Regions from separate parts of the Sus scrofa genome. Here region 2 is linked to region 1. The links are chromatin contacts, called in public Hi-C maps. All regions are on one chromosome and are shown on one strand. Each heading gives the region's core, a stretch centred on a gene start, on an enhancer-like site or on the middle of the called end of the contact. The rest is flanking DNA. Distances are from core to core; before and after follow the strand shown.

The links. A called contact is a pair of places that touch in the nucleus more often than the background predicts.
Region 2: a Hi-C map of fetal liver shows a contact between it and region 1, with 1.6 times the contacts expected there. The contact joins two enhancer-like sites. A contact is called at or near these places in 2 of 5 promoter capture datasets (fetal liver and liver) and 18 of 47 Hi-C or Micro-C datasets (alveolar macrophages, brain, embryonic fibroblasts and 11 more).

What each region holds. Positions count from the first base shown.
Region 1 is chr6:170,342,588-170,349,665 of Sscrofa11.1, forward strand. It overlaps KCNQ4 (potassium voltage-gated channel subfamily KQT member 4), which reads right to left. Exons shown (of 13, transcript XM_021096972.1): 12 at 6,330-6,459; 13 at 3,548-5,729. The coding sequence ends at 5,517. Among named protein-coding and RNA genes, the nearest start is that of CITED4, 21 kb to the left of the region's middle. Within about 2 kb of position 3,759, at least 2 of the 83 cell types and tissues checked have an H3K27ac peak or open chromatin away from gene starts, as enhancers often do. A contact at or near this core is called in fetal liver, where this site is marked.
Region 2 is chr6:170,533,865-170,540,939 of Sscrofa11.1, forward strand. It overlaps RIMS3 (regulating synaptic membrane exocytosis protein 3), which reads left to right. Exons shown (of 9, transcript XR_002345277.1): 4 at 1,680-1,830; 5 at 3,609-3,721; 6 at 5,952-6,053; 7 at 6,305-6,444. Among named protein-coding and RNA genes, the nearest start is that of RIMS3, 31 kb to the left of the region's middle. Within about 2 kb of position 4,852, at least 10 of the 83 cell types and tissues checked have an H3K27ac peak or open chromatin away from gene starts, as enhancers often do. A contact at or near this core is called in fetal liver, where this site is marked.

The DNA of each region.
Region 1 (7,078 bases), core at 2,509-5,008:
CTCACAGCAATGCTGGATCCTTAACCCACTGAGTGAGGCCAGGGATCGAACCCGTGTCCTCGTGGATACTAATCAGATTCATTTCCGCTGAGACACAATGGGAACGCCGCATCCTCATTGACAGCCGGCATTTAAGGCGCCAGGAATCAAAGGAAGGTAGGTGGTGTGGCATCTCCCTAGCCGCCAGTATTAGTTCACTGTGGTTGCCACAACAAATTGCTACATACTTGGTGACTGAACAGAATTTATTCTCCTAGAGTTCTGGAGGCCAGGAGTTCCGCATCAGCCTCACTGAGCCTAAATCGAGGTACCAGCAGGGCTGCACTCCTCCTAAAACTCTAGGGAGGAACCTGTGCCGTGACTCCTCCAGCTGGGTGGCCGTTGGTGTTCCTTCGGCCCCATTACTCCAACCTCTGCTTCTGTCTTCACTGTTCCTCCTCCTCTTCCGTGTGTGAGCTCTCCTCCTGCCTGTTTCTTAAAGGGACACTGGCAATGGGGTTTAGGGCCCCGGTCGCCCAGGAGAATCTCCCCATGTCAAGGTCATTCACCTAATCACGTCTGCAAAAATCCTTTTTCCTTTTAAGGTGACATTTTCCAAATTCCAGAGATGCGGACCTGGCGTCTTTGGCTGGTCATGACTCAGGCTACCGCACCCACTCAGGAAAATTTCGCTTCACGTCCCTGCAGCGCTGGCCTCTGCCGGTGTGGAGACCTGAGTTCTCAGGGGAAGGAAAGCCACACAGTTTTCATCGCCTTTGAAGCTAAAACCTCCACTCGGCTGTTTGGGCTTCTCGTGCCCCTCAGACCACAGGCAACGAAAGAGGAGAGGTAGTGGCTGCCTGACTGGGAGGCCTCTACAGCCAAGAGCAGGGAGGGCTACGTCTGGGACCTGGGGGATCCTCAAGGGTCCCCTTTCCCATGCACACAAGTTAACAAAAAGCCACGACACCCGACCGGGCAGGACCACTGATGCTCCAGGAACGATTAGTGGAGTCACTCTACCACGCAGCAAACTGCAACTAGCTGAGGTCCTATCTGTGGGCAAAGGGACACAGGACGGTGGGGAGAAGGGACACACACACACACACACACACACACACACACACACATATGTAGCCACTCAATTAGTGACATACGTATAATATGCAAAGAAAAACATTCCTCAATTGAATGTATCTATCCGGGAATCGCTACCATCTATCTATCAACTGTGGCATTGTGGGAGTTCTCACTGTGGCGCATTGGGGTCAGTGGCATCTTGGGAGCCCTGGGAAGCAGGGTCAATCCCTGGTCTGCACAGTGGGTTAGGGATCCAGTGCCGACGCAGCCGCAGCTTAGATTGCTCCTGTGGCTCAGATACGATCCCTGGCCCGGAAATTCCATATGCCACGAGGCGGCCAAAAAAAAAAAAAGAAAAACCTATGGCCTTGTGACCGGTTACCAGAAGGTCTACAGCTACGCTCATGTTCTTCCCTGCTTGGTGTCTGCTGGGGGCTTGGGGGTGACATTAAGTGATTTTTCTCTCCTCTTTTTCCTTCATTATTATTATTATTATTTGTCTTTTGAGGGCCGCACCTATATAGAGGTTCCCAGGCAAGGGGTCGAATCAGAGCTGTGCCGCCAACCTACACCACAGCCACAGCAGCCCCAGAACTGAGTCACATCTTCGATCTACGCTGCAGCTTGCAGCAAAGTCCAATCCTTAACCCACTGAGCAAGGCCAGGGATCGAACCCGCAACCTCATGGTTCCTAGTCGGATTCGTTTCCGCTGCGCCATGACGGGAACTCCTTCATTATTTTATTTAAAGACGTAAGTGATTGCTAACTTTACAGTCTAGCCTCTTGTCACAGGTGCAACCGTGACTGACTTAGAGTAATGAACCTCACCCAAATACGGATTCGGTGACTAACCCCCAGAGCCGGATACATCTATTGGACGAGGGGACATCTCGTCTTCCTCACTTCCAGGAGGGGGCTTGGAGTGTCTTCATTCGATGTAGGCTAGCTTCAGCTTATTAGGCAGAAGCTACGGTTGCTAGATGGAACTTCAAATGTGTGTGGATTGATCCGAATTGACCCTGGGTGTCCAAAGGGGTGGCCAGTGTCAGTTACGAAGCCGTTGTCTTTTAGTTCCAGAGGCAGCCTTCTGTCCTTTGCTCTGTGAAACTGGAGCTGGGACTGCAAACCACGTCGCCTCGGTCAGCCGGCTCTGACAGCAAGGGGCCCGGGGAAAGACTGGAGGCGAGACGAGTGGGGATTTTCCTTCTTTTGTTACTAACCTCATCAGCAGGGGCCTGGTAGCTGCAGTTGCTCCCAGACAAGGTTCACTGTGGCTCCCAGGAGGTACGAGGACCAGCAGACGGTGCCCCATCTCCAGACCTCTGAGCCCTAGCGCTTTGGGGTTTAAGCCATGGGTTCTGCTGGCCCCAACCTCTTCCCTCTACTGCTGCAGCATTCGACGTGGGAGCTGCTTCCTGCAGTGGTTTCCTCTCATTTATCCCGTTCTGTCTGTTCTTTTTCATCCCACTTACATCGGTGGGACGCATTCCCTCCAGTAAATTCTTTATGGTCTTCTCTGTCCTTTTTTTTTTTTTTTTTTTTTTGGCTGTGCCCATGGCATGCAAAAGTTTGTGGGCCAGGAAATCAAACCTGAGCCACAGCGCCATAGCAGTGACAACACTTGAGTTCTTAACCACCAGACCACCAGGAAACTCCTAAATTCTCTGTGCTGAAAAACCTAGTGGCTCAGGGGTTAAGAACCCGACACAGTGTCTGTGAGGGTGCTGTGGTGTAGGCCGGCAGCTGCAGCTCCAATTTGACCCCTAGCCTGGGAACGTCCATATGTCGCAGGTGCGGCCACAAAAAGAAAAAAAGGAAAGAAAAACCTATAGTGTCGTTTCTGTCTTCCTGACTCTGGAACCTGACTGATACGAACCATTAGGAAGCTGGTACGCACTTCCACTGGGATAACAGGACAAGAGAAAGGAAGCTTGGAAGTGCCGGGGCATCACGAGAGCCAGCCTGCCCAAGTGGAGGTCTGAGACCAAGACAGAGACCTCTGACACACTGCAGCACCCAGAACTAGCTATGCATGAAGCCTCATCTATCCCCTGGACTCTTTAGTTATCTGGGCCAGTACATTTCTTTTCTTTCTTTCCCTCCTTTTTCCCTTTTCTTTTTTTACAGACTCTCCTGCGGCATATGGAAGTTCCCAGATTAGCGGTCATATGGGAGCTGCAGCTGCTGGCCTATGCCACAGCCACAGCAGCCCCAGAACCGAGCCACATCTTTGATCTACGCCACAGCTTGCAGCAAAGGCCAGATCCTTAACTCACTGAGCGAGGCCAGGGGTTGAACCCACATCCTCATGGCTACTAGTCGGGTTCTTAACCCAGTCAGCCACCACAGGAGCTTTGTTTTTTTTGGCTTAAGGCATTTCAGGCTGCATTTTCTGCTGTTTACAACCTGACTCATCCATATCTCCTCGTCCCCACCCACAGACCAAGGGCCCCAGTCCATGGGCACTGAAGAGCCAAGACCAACCGCCTCCTACTGAAAACTTTAATGAAATCAATAAGTTAATAAGTTAACAAAGTGAGGTACTTGCATATCCGAGAACCGGGTGGGAAGCCTGGGTCCTGGAAGGGGGAGGGCTTCTGCCAAGGGTCCTTTGGTCACAGGATGATCCCATCCCCGCCCTCTCCACAGCTCTGTCCCTCGGGGGCGGAGGCGTGGCTCTCGGGGGACAGTGCGGTGCAGGTGACGTGAGCCAGGACAGGCTCCATCCAGGGCATGATGGTCACATGCAGAGGGCATGTGGAGGCAGAGGCTGGGCACCGTGGGGCTGAGCAAGATCCAACCCCAGCCCTGGCACGGGTGCATGCAGGTCCCCAGTCATGAGATGCAGGCAGCTGGGCCTGAGCCCCTTATTCTCTGGCACCCCACAAAGGGTGGCCCTTGGTCCACTACCCATCCCCCTCCGGCCACCTGCCTTGGCTTTGCAGAAGAGCAACAGAGGCGTAGGGAGGCCGAAGAGGTGCTGGGGGCCTGGAGTGGACAGGGGCTTCTGTGGTCAGGGGGCTGCCAACTGAAGTGCAGAGTGGGGTGTGGGAGGAGGGAAAGAGTGCATGTGAGCGCCACACGCGCAGGTGGTGCCTGACAAGCGGGACTTGCGGGATGCGTTATTATTCTCTCTGGTTGTTAGTTGGAGTGACTGGAAAGAGGGCAAGCCTGGAGAGAAGCGGGCCCGCTAACCACCCTGGGGAAGGGTCTGGGGTCTTTCCAGTGTTGTCCAGGCCCCAGAGGCCTAGGCCTGAGTTGTGCTGTGGGGACGCCCAGCAGGGCCCTCGGGGGCAGGCAGAGGCAGCAGTTAGGGCTCCTGGACCCGTGAGGAGTCGATCTTCTCGAGAAAGGAGAGCTGGTAAAGTTCTGGGCTGGGGCCTGGAGACACCTGGGGTCCCATCCGAGCTCCCTCTCCTACCCGGATGGTGTGGGGGGCTCCTTGTAGCTGACCTCGCCCTGCAAGGCCAGTCCACTGGCATCAGCGGCCAAGGCCCAGGAGAGGCTGAGGGGCTCTGTGCTCAAGTCTCCAAGTGTGAGTGATTGTGTGTGTCCGCGTGAGTGTGAGGGACTTCCTGCATGCCTGGAGGGACATGTTTGTGTGACCGGGGGAACATGGTCCGTGGGGTGGGAGAGTACAGAGACCTGTGCTGCCGGGGTGTCTAGGGTCAGAGGAGGGGGAACCTCTGCCAGGAAGAGGGAGCCCCTGGGAGAGGACACCTGCTAATGGGAAGAAAGGCCCAGGCACTGCCCCTGGGGAGGCGGGGGGGACGCAGGCCCCATGCTGGAAGGGGAGGGGGTGATAAGCCAAAGAACGCGGATGGGGTCATGGCCAAGCAGCCTGAGACCAGCTACTGCTGGGGCCCCTTCTCCCAGCGGGAGAGGGGCAGAGGGACCCCATGGGGGTCCCCAAAGTTGCATATTTAACATAGTTTGCATATATGGTGCCCACCTGCCTTGGGGCAGGGTCCTGTGCTTGTGGGTACCTGTGTGGGCACCTTGGGCCCGCCCCCAAGAGGGGCAGGGACTTGGCGGGAGGGCTTCCCTGCTCTGTCCGAAGGGTGAAGGGCGGGCCAAAGACCTCACCTTGCATAGCTGGAAGCGGGGTCAGGGCCCAGGGCCCCAGCGCCTTGCTCCCACTCCCGGGGTAGTGCCCCTGCCAGGCAGGCCATGTCGGGCCTTGGTGGAACAGGCGGGGCACTGCGGGGCCTAGAGGCCGCGGGACAGCGCCGCTGCTGCCCTCCGTGCGGCCTGGCATCTCAGGCTCCTGAGGTGGGGTGGGTCGCTGGCACCCACATCGGGGATCTCGCCCACCCAGGCAGCTCAACACTGCGTGTGGCCTCTCTCCCACGAGGGAGCGAGTTCAAGTAAGAGAGGAGTCCAGAGGCCTCAGAGGGCGAGTCCGAGCGGCAGGCCCCGGGGCTGGCCGTGTGCTTCCCCGCCCCCGAGAAGCGCCTCAGTCCATGTTGGTGCTGACCGAGCGGGAGATGCTGAGCGTCTGTGCGGAGACGGAGAGGTCCTCGTGGTCCACGGGGCTGTGGTAGTCGGAGGTGGTGTCCGGGTCGAAGAGCGGCACTTGCACGGCGCCCAGGCTGGCCGAAGTGCCAGGGCGCAGGCAGCGCGAGTAGAAGCCCAGCAGCAGGTCCAGCTTGTGCTCGATGGACTGCACCTGGGGGCGGGGCGGGCTGGAGGCGGGGCTTGGCCGGGACTGGAGGTGGGACTTGGGGCGGGGCTTGGCCGGGACTGGGCGGGGCGATGGCGGGGCGGGGCTTGGGCAAAGCGCCGAAATGGGTGGAACGAGAGCGGCGAGGAGGCGGGGCTTGTCGGGGAAGGACCGCGAGTGGGAGATGCGGCTCCTCCCGCAGGAGGTGCCACGGCAAAGCCCGAGGGCGTTTCGCCGGAGGGACGAAGCCGGGAACCCGGGATTTACTCCCTCCGACCCCAACTCCGAACAGAATTTAGTTGTGTTGGGTTGGAACGGTGCGGGTGATGGGGACAGCTGGGGCGGGGTTCAATGAAGTAGATGGGATTTAGACGGGCTTTTCTGAGACCTCGAGCGGGGCTTGGTTGGAGAGGGTGGGGTTTACTGGGGTAGGTTAGCAGGAGTGGACGGGCTTACTGGGAAGCGGGGCTTATCTGCGGGGCAGATGCCTCTGGGCTGCGGCTCTGAGAAGGGCACCCTCCCCTTGGGCTTGACCCTGGGGCCTTCCAGAGCTTCTCGGCCAACAACTAGCTCTGCCGCCCGAGCGCCACTCCCGCCCACACTCACCTGCTTCTCCACCTTGACCACGCGTCCCATCATACTGATTTCATCCACCGCCTCCATGTCGGAGGGCCCTTTGTCGCTCTTCTCCCTGGCCTTCCGGTCCCCGGGACCCCGGCCCACAATCTGGTCCACCCTGCGAGGAAAGGGAACTGTCAAAGGCGGGGACCCTGCCCCGCCCCCTTCTATCCTACAAGATTTCGAGGTTGCTTGCTGAAAGGGGAGACTTCCTGCACTGCAGGGAACAGGCAATCTGAGGGAGGGGACCCGCTTACTCTGCCAAATGGGGACCTCGTTAAATGCAGGTACCTGGCTGCTGTTCTGAGGGTTTTCCCACCTGGCGAGCAAAGGCATCACACCCAAGCATGACAAATAAAAGAGCCGCCCAAGGGAGGAGAGGCAGAAAAGGGCGAGGGAGAGACACAAGTGGGCATGTGAGTTATAAGGGGACAAGGCTGGAGCTGGTTCCACCTTGTTTTTCTGCTCCACTTTACAGTAAAACTCTTGAAAGTGTTATCCCTACCCTCCCCGTCCCATTTCTCTCCTAAACCTCTCCAGTCAGGTTTTCATTCCCACCATTTCACCAAAACTGTGGTCAAGATCCCAAATGACCTCTAGGTTGCCAGTTCAAGGATCCCTGTCACCCTCCATTATACTTGTGACCTACGAGCCGTGAGGGGCACATCTGATCAGCCCTTCCCGCTGCGCTTTCTTCATTTGGATTCCCAAACGTCACCCTCCCCCAGTCCTCCTCC
Region 2 (7,075 bases), core at 3,602-6,101, 190 kb after region 1:
CTGTGTGTGTGTGTTGGGGGGGCAGACATCTTGAGGATCGCATCGAGTCCTGGAGACGAGTGTTCCCGTGTCCCAGAAATGCCTTTCAGAGAAGACGTTCCTCCTCACTGCCACCCCCAGCCCCCTCATCACCAGTGAGGCCGGCCCTCTCCGCGGTGCCCCTCCGGGTGGGACTTCCTGAAAGATAAGTAGGGCAAAGCAGGGGAAACAGTCCTCCTTTTCCCAGGCTGGGACCTCGAACGTCGGCTCCTAACCAGGGTTGGGCCTGAGTGAAGAGGGCAAGCAGCTCCCGCTCTGCACGGCTTTCAGGGGCTGTGCTGTCTGCCTCGCCCTGGCCTCTCCTCATCCCTGTTAGCAACTCAGCTCTTGGTTTGCCTGGGCCTCTAACCGGGTGACGGCAGCCAGCTCCTTCGGTAGAGTCCCTGTTGGAGGGCCCCTCCCTCCCCATCAGGCTCCTCAGGCAGCCCAGCTTCAGGAGGAGGAGTCCCCGCAAACCTACGACCTGTCTTCTGCTGCCACCCCCACCCCACCCCCAGGAGGAGAGGGTGTCTAGAGGGACCACACTGCAATGCTGAGGAGGTTGTCATGGAAACCCAGGCAGGATGGTACACTGTTAGGGGAGGCGAAGTGCCCTGTGTTCCCTGTAAGGTTGTGGGGGGTGGTTGGGGGATAGAGCCCCCCAGACAGGAGGTGCAGAGATACTGGGGGTGAGCCCTCCCTGCATAGCTTCTGAGGTTCTTCTGCAGACCTGTCCCTCAAAGCCAAGGTCAGTTCAGGTCCACGTAGCAGCCCTTCTCTCAGTCCTGTGTCCCAGTGGCCTTCACACCTCCTCACTCGCATCCCCCTCCTCGTTCAGATCCCCCTTAAGAATGGCTGTTGGATTGAGAGTGGCCAGGGTTCACATGGGTTTTTAATTTTTTTAATTTAAAAATTTTTTTAATGTTTATTTTTTTGCTTTTTAGGGCCTCACCTGCAGCTTATGGAAGTTCCCAAGCGAGGGATCAAATCGGAGCTGTAGCCGCTGGCCTACACCACAGCCACAGCAGCACCAGATCTGAGCCTCATCTGTGACCTACACCACAGCTCACGGCAACACTGGATCCTCAACCCACTCAGCGAGGCCAGGGATCGAACCCACAACCTCATGGTTCCTAGTCGGATTTGTTTCCACTGCGCCACGATGGGAACTCCCTTACGGGTTTCTTTTAAATAGGGCCCGTGAAGGTATCACGGAGATGGGTTGTGAGGTCTGGGAGAGACAGGGTTTGTGAGAATAGCTGGAAGAGGAAAATCAGGTCCGTGAATTCCAGAGAAGGCAAACTTTCCAGAAGAAACTTAGCCCTTTGGGGCAAGGTTTGAAATTGAGTGGGAAGGTGTCGGTCAGGGGAGGCCGGCAGGGCTGGAGCTGAGCCCTGACTGCTGACTCCCTCCCTGTAGCAAGTCCCCCTACCCCACGGCGCCTCTGCCTCCAGCCACCCTCCCAGTCTGCTTGGTCTGCATCACTGCCCTGAGCAGGGCGAGGAGTTGGGCTGCTGCTGATGGGCTCTAGACATCATCTCAGCAATGCCCCTGTCTCCCGCCAGAGCCCGGCCTATCCTGTCCCCTCCCAAAAGGGTGGCTTTGGCAGTTCTTAGGCCTCATGGGTGATCTGACCTTATTCCCTCTCTGTGCTTCGGGAGGGGTCTCAGAAGGGGCCACCAAGAAGCTGCGCAGCAACATCCGGCGGAGCACGGAGACGGGCGTTGCCGTGGAGATGCGGAGTCGCGTCCCTCGCCAGGGCAGCCGAGAGTCCACTGACGGGAGCACCAACAGCAACAGCTCCGATGGCACGTGCGTTCAGCCCACCCTTGCCATGTCCCCACCCTCTCGTCAGAGGCAAAGGGCTTGAAAAATCTCCCGACTGGGTTTCCAGCCCAGACGTCTGGGCTGCTCTGGATCCCTGCCTCCCGCTGTCCTCCTCCCTGGACGCCACTGCCTGGGGGCTCGTCTTCCTCTTGCTGCAGGCCACTGGCCCAAGAGCAGTTCAGCCCTTCTGCCTGTTTCATGCCTCCCACCTCCCAGCCCCACCCACTGCCTGGCTCCGGAGGAGAGGGTTGGAAAGGGAAATTGGATCCTAGAACCTTTTAAAATCTGGAATCCTTGTTTGGGCTCAGATGAATGGAGTTCTCACAGGTGGCTGGCTTGGAGCTTTGGGAAGGAGGTGGGACCAGATCAGATCATCAGTGTTTTTCTTTCTCTCTCTCTCTCTTTTTTTTTTTTTTTGGTCTTTTTCAGGCTGCCCCACGGCATATGGAAGTTCCCAGGCTAGGGGTCGAATCAGAGCTGTAGCTGCCAGCCTACCCCACAGCCACAGCAATGTGGGATCCAAGCTGCATCTGTGACCTGCACCTTAGCTCTCAGCAATGCTGGATCCTTAACCCACTGAGCAAGGCCAGGGATCGAACCTGCATCCTCACGGATACTAGTTGGGTTCTTTACCACTGAGCCACAGTGGGAACTCCAGATCAGTGTTTTTCAGCCTGTGGGTGGTGACTCACAGGCAGGAAGTAAAATCAGTTTAGTGGGTCAAAACCAGCGTTAGAAAAGGAAACAGAAGATTCAAATATATCCTGTAGAGGAATGTGGAATTACCTTGTGAACTTTGGGGTTTTTTAAAATATATAAAGAGAGGCACATAGGTCTAAGATGTTAAATATACAACCTACATTTACATGGGGTTGCAGTTAAAAATCGGGAAGTATCCGGGTTAGACAGTCCCTCTGATCTCTTTGAATCTATGAAGCTCTGGTTATATGACTAAGAGTTTCTGAATCAGCTTAGGCAGGGCCTGGTGACTTCAGGATTCTGTGGCTCCGTTATTTAAGATCTATGATCATGTGTCTCGCTGTTATGCCTACTTCCATGAATGTGCTCAGGTGCTGGCATTTATTGCATCTTACCTTGCGCAGGGCATCGCTGGACACTTCAGATCAGTGCCGCTAACTCTGGGGTCTTACTAGTCGCTCTCAGGCCAAAAACAGTGTCTCCTTTAGTACAGCCACTCTGCGAGCTGTTGATCCAGTGTTGCTGTGGCTGTGGCTGTGGTGTAGGCCAGCAGCTGCAGCTCCACTTCGACCCCTAGCCTGGAAACATGGGTATATGCTGCAGGTACGGCCCTTCAAAAAAAAAAAAAAAAAAAAAAAAAGAGAGAGAGAGAAATCCTGGTGCTTGAGGATTAAATACCATGATTACATAGGTTTGTCTCTTAAGTGACATCAAAGTATGTTTCTTTTCTTTTCTTTTTTTCTTTTTAGCAACACCTGTGGCATGTGGAAGTTCCTAGGCTAGGGGTCAAATCAGAGCTACAGCAACACAGGATCCTTAACCCACTGAGCAAAACCAGGGATCAAACCCACATCTTCATGGATACTGGTCGGGTTCGTAACCCACTGAGCCACGACGGGAACTCCCAAAGTATGTTTCTTTAGTGTGCAGTGATGAAGAGTTGTTCGTCCCCAGCCACAGTGGTACACTCGCACTACGTGGAGGGCAGATGGAGGCACAGAGGGAGTGCCCAGTGCCCCAGGGGCCCATCCAGACACCCTCACGCACCCCTCTGCCTCCTCCAGGTTCATCTTCCCCACCCCTCGGCTCGGGGCAGAAAGCCAGTTCAGCGATTTCCTGGATGGGCTGGGACCCGCTCAGATTGTGGGGCGACAGACGCTGGCAACGCCGCCAATGGGTGAGTCTTCTTAAGGGCAGGGCACGTGGGGCAATGGCAGCCACACAGTAGGAGGGGCTGGCTCCGGGGGTCCCTGCGAGGGCGAGGTGAGTGGCAGAAGGGAGCCTTCGCTCAGGCTTTTGTGCCAGTGAGAAGGAACTGGTGGAACACTCATCAGCCCTCCCTTATCAGAGAGGAAGGGGTGCCAGCTTTTCTGCCGGATCGAAGCTGCTTTTCCAGCACATCCCTCCTCACATCACCACCCACTCTCTCTCCCGCCGCCTACCGGGCGTCCGGCAGTGCTAAGGGCCAGGCGTAAAATGGGAACAAAAATCATTGCAGCATCAACATCCATGGAGTGTGCTCCACCGTGGATGCGCTGTGGGACCTTGGGCACATCCCTTCCTGCCCTGGAGCCTCTGTTTCCTCATCTGTAAAGTGGGACGAATAGTACCTGTCTTAGATCTGCAATCTGGAGAGCATGTATTGGGTCTCTCTCTAGTGCTTTGCATGAAATGTTTCATTTGCCCCTTGGAAGTAGCAGGTGACGTAGGACACAGTTCCTCGCAGTGCCTGGCACCTAGAAGCCTTTTCGTAATGTTCTCAGCCCTCGTCCCTGCCGCTGGGAAGTACTCCCTAGTCTATTCTTGGTCCTTGTAGCTGCAGTTCTGGCTCCCTCCCTGCCTCCCTCCCTCCCTCAGACCCTGGCTGTGTTGGCTTCAAGCAGTGCCTCCTAGAGATGCGTCCTCACCACCACCAAACCCGCCCCCCCGTCAGTCTGACCTGAGCAGCGTCTGACCCAGACGTCTGCACTCAGCCCTCATTTAGACAGCGTCTGGCCTTTGACCTCACAGCAAAGGAGGACGCTGAGTGCAGACGGGGTCCTGCTGGGAGCCACGAAGCAGAGCTGGCTTTCCATTCCAGCCTCTTCCCGCCGCCCGGCCCTGTCTTCCTCTAAGGCGGGCACACAGGAGCCTGTCTGCTGGCAGGGAGGTCCACAGGGACCCTCCGATGGCAAGCGTCAGCGCCCATCTGGCTCTTGGGTTGAAACTGGCTAATTCCCAGCTCTTGTTTCCAGGCTTTTAAGAGGCAGTGAGCGGAACCAGCCACTTCCAGGCTAAGGCGCCGTCACAGCCTGGAACCCTTGCGTGTGGTGCCCCCTGGTGTCGCAAACCGGGAAGGTTTGCAGTGGCTCGCCTAGTTAGGGATGTACCACCTGGAGGTGAATTCCTGAGACCGCCCCACCCCGCCTCCCCGGGCCGAGGTCGGCAGTAGCTAGAGGAGAAGGATGAATTCCGAGAGGCCTCCTGGAAGTAGGAAAGTCTCCTCTTCCAAAGTGCCTGAATACAAACAATTGCACGACAGCTCAGAGAATCTAAAATGGGTGGCTGAGCCCAAAGTCTGGCCTATTTTCATTTTTCTGCACCAGGCTTATGATTCTGCATCCCATGGAAGGGTGTCCCAAGTGACTAGTGCAGAATTTCGACTTCTGCTAACCTGCGTCCAACAAAGCTTAGAGTTCTCGAAATTGAATGGCTGACATGGCTCCTCCAGGCAGACTCGCTCCAGCCGGATGATCCCATTTGTGGGGGCGTTTCTGGGTTCCCCGCTCTGGGGACATCTGCTGGCCTTCCTGGCCGTCCTTTCTCAAGGGTGCGAGCAGGCCCTCGTTTCCAGGATGTGCCTTGTGTCCTGGAAGCCCTGAATCTGCTCAGCCAAACAGAAACCCCCACCCCAGAGCCAGGCTTACATTTGCGGTAACCCCAAGCATGTCCCTCGAGGGTCACGCCCCACTGCACCCCAAGGGCCCTATCAGAGCATTTTCCAGCCGCTTTAAACTGGTCTCCTGGCGTTCCCGTCCTGGCTCAGTGGTTAACGAATGTGACTAGCATCCATGAGGATGAAGGTTCCATCCCTGGCCTCGCTCAGTGGGTTAAGGATCTGGCGTTGCCATGAGCTGTGGTGTAGGTCGCAGACACAGCTCGGATCCTGCATTGCTGTGCCTGTGGTATAGGCCGGCGGAGGCAGCTCTGATTCGACCCCTAGCCCAGGGACCTCCATGTGCCGTGAGTGCAGCCCTTAAAAGAATAAACTGGTCTCCTGAGAGCAGCTCCTGCGCTTACAGTTCTGCCCATCTCACACCCTTTCCAGGGCTGTGGCACGCTCTGCAGACGGGCACTCTGCACGGGGGCTGGCCGGCCTGCCCCTTTTGCTCTGGCTCCGCCTGGACTCCCCCTCTTCTGCCTTGCAGGGGATGTGCACGTGGCCATCATGGACCGGAGCGGCCAGCTGGAGGTGGAAGTGATTGAGGCTCGGGGTCTGACCCCCAAACCAGGCTCCAAATCCCTCCCAGGTGAGGCAGGGCAGCTAGGAGATGGCTTCTGCCAGGGAGGGCTCTTCAGCTGAGCGCCGGGTCTCATGAGTCCCAGCTCCCCAGGGGCAGTATTCTCTACACTGGCGTCACGGATTTGCCTGGAGGAGGGGGGAGTCCCATTCAACCTGCTGTCCACCGGTCGGCTCATCCGACCCACCCTTGCTCACGCCCACCGGCCCCTTCATAGCAGCTGCTGAGGCCTCCCCGTCATGTGCTCTTCCATCCCTCAGCCACTTACGTCAAGGTTTACCTGCTTGAGAATGGAGCCTGCTTGGCCAAGAAGAAGACAAAGGCGGCCAAGAAGACCTGTGACCCTCTGTACCAGCAGACTCTGCTCTTTGACGAGGGGCCCCAGGGCAAGGTGCTGCAGGTGAGCGGCCAGGGGGCTGGGGCAGCTCTCAAAGACTGCAAACTGTAACTGAAAATGCATTTCAGGGAGTTCCCCGTCGTGGCTCAGGTTCGTGGTAACAAACCTGACTGGTATCCATGAGGACATGGGTTCGATCCCTGGCCTTGCTCGGTGGGTTAAGGGTCCAGCATTGCCGTGCGCTGTGGTGTAGGTTGCCGCAGATATGGCTAGGATCTGGTGTTGCTATGGCAGTGGCGTAGGCTGGCAGTTGCAGCTCCAGTTTGATCCCTAGCCTGGGAATATGCTGTGGATGTGGCCCTAAAAAGACCAAAAAAAAAAAAAATAGGAAAGAAAATGTATTTCATTTACGATTTCTCCTGTGCCAGGCACATGAATCTGCCTTACCCACTTATTGTCACCACCTGGTGAGGTGTTGCTGCCCCCAGTTGATTCGTAAGGAAACCCTGGTCCAGGGGGATGACTCGACTGCCCCTGAACCAAGGTCGCCCCGCTGGTAGGAAGCAACAGGGTTCTTGACTGCCGTCGTCTTCCAGCCGGCGCTGCCGTGCTGTGGCTCTAGGTCCTGGACTCTCAGTCTGCTCCTCCCTCGGGAAGGCTGTCATCTGGGATGCTGGGAGGCTCTGGCAGTCAG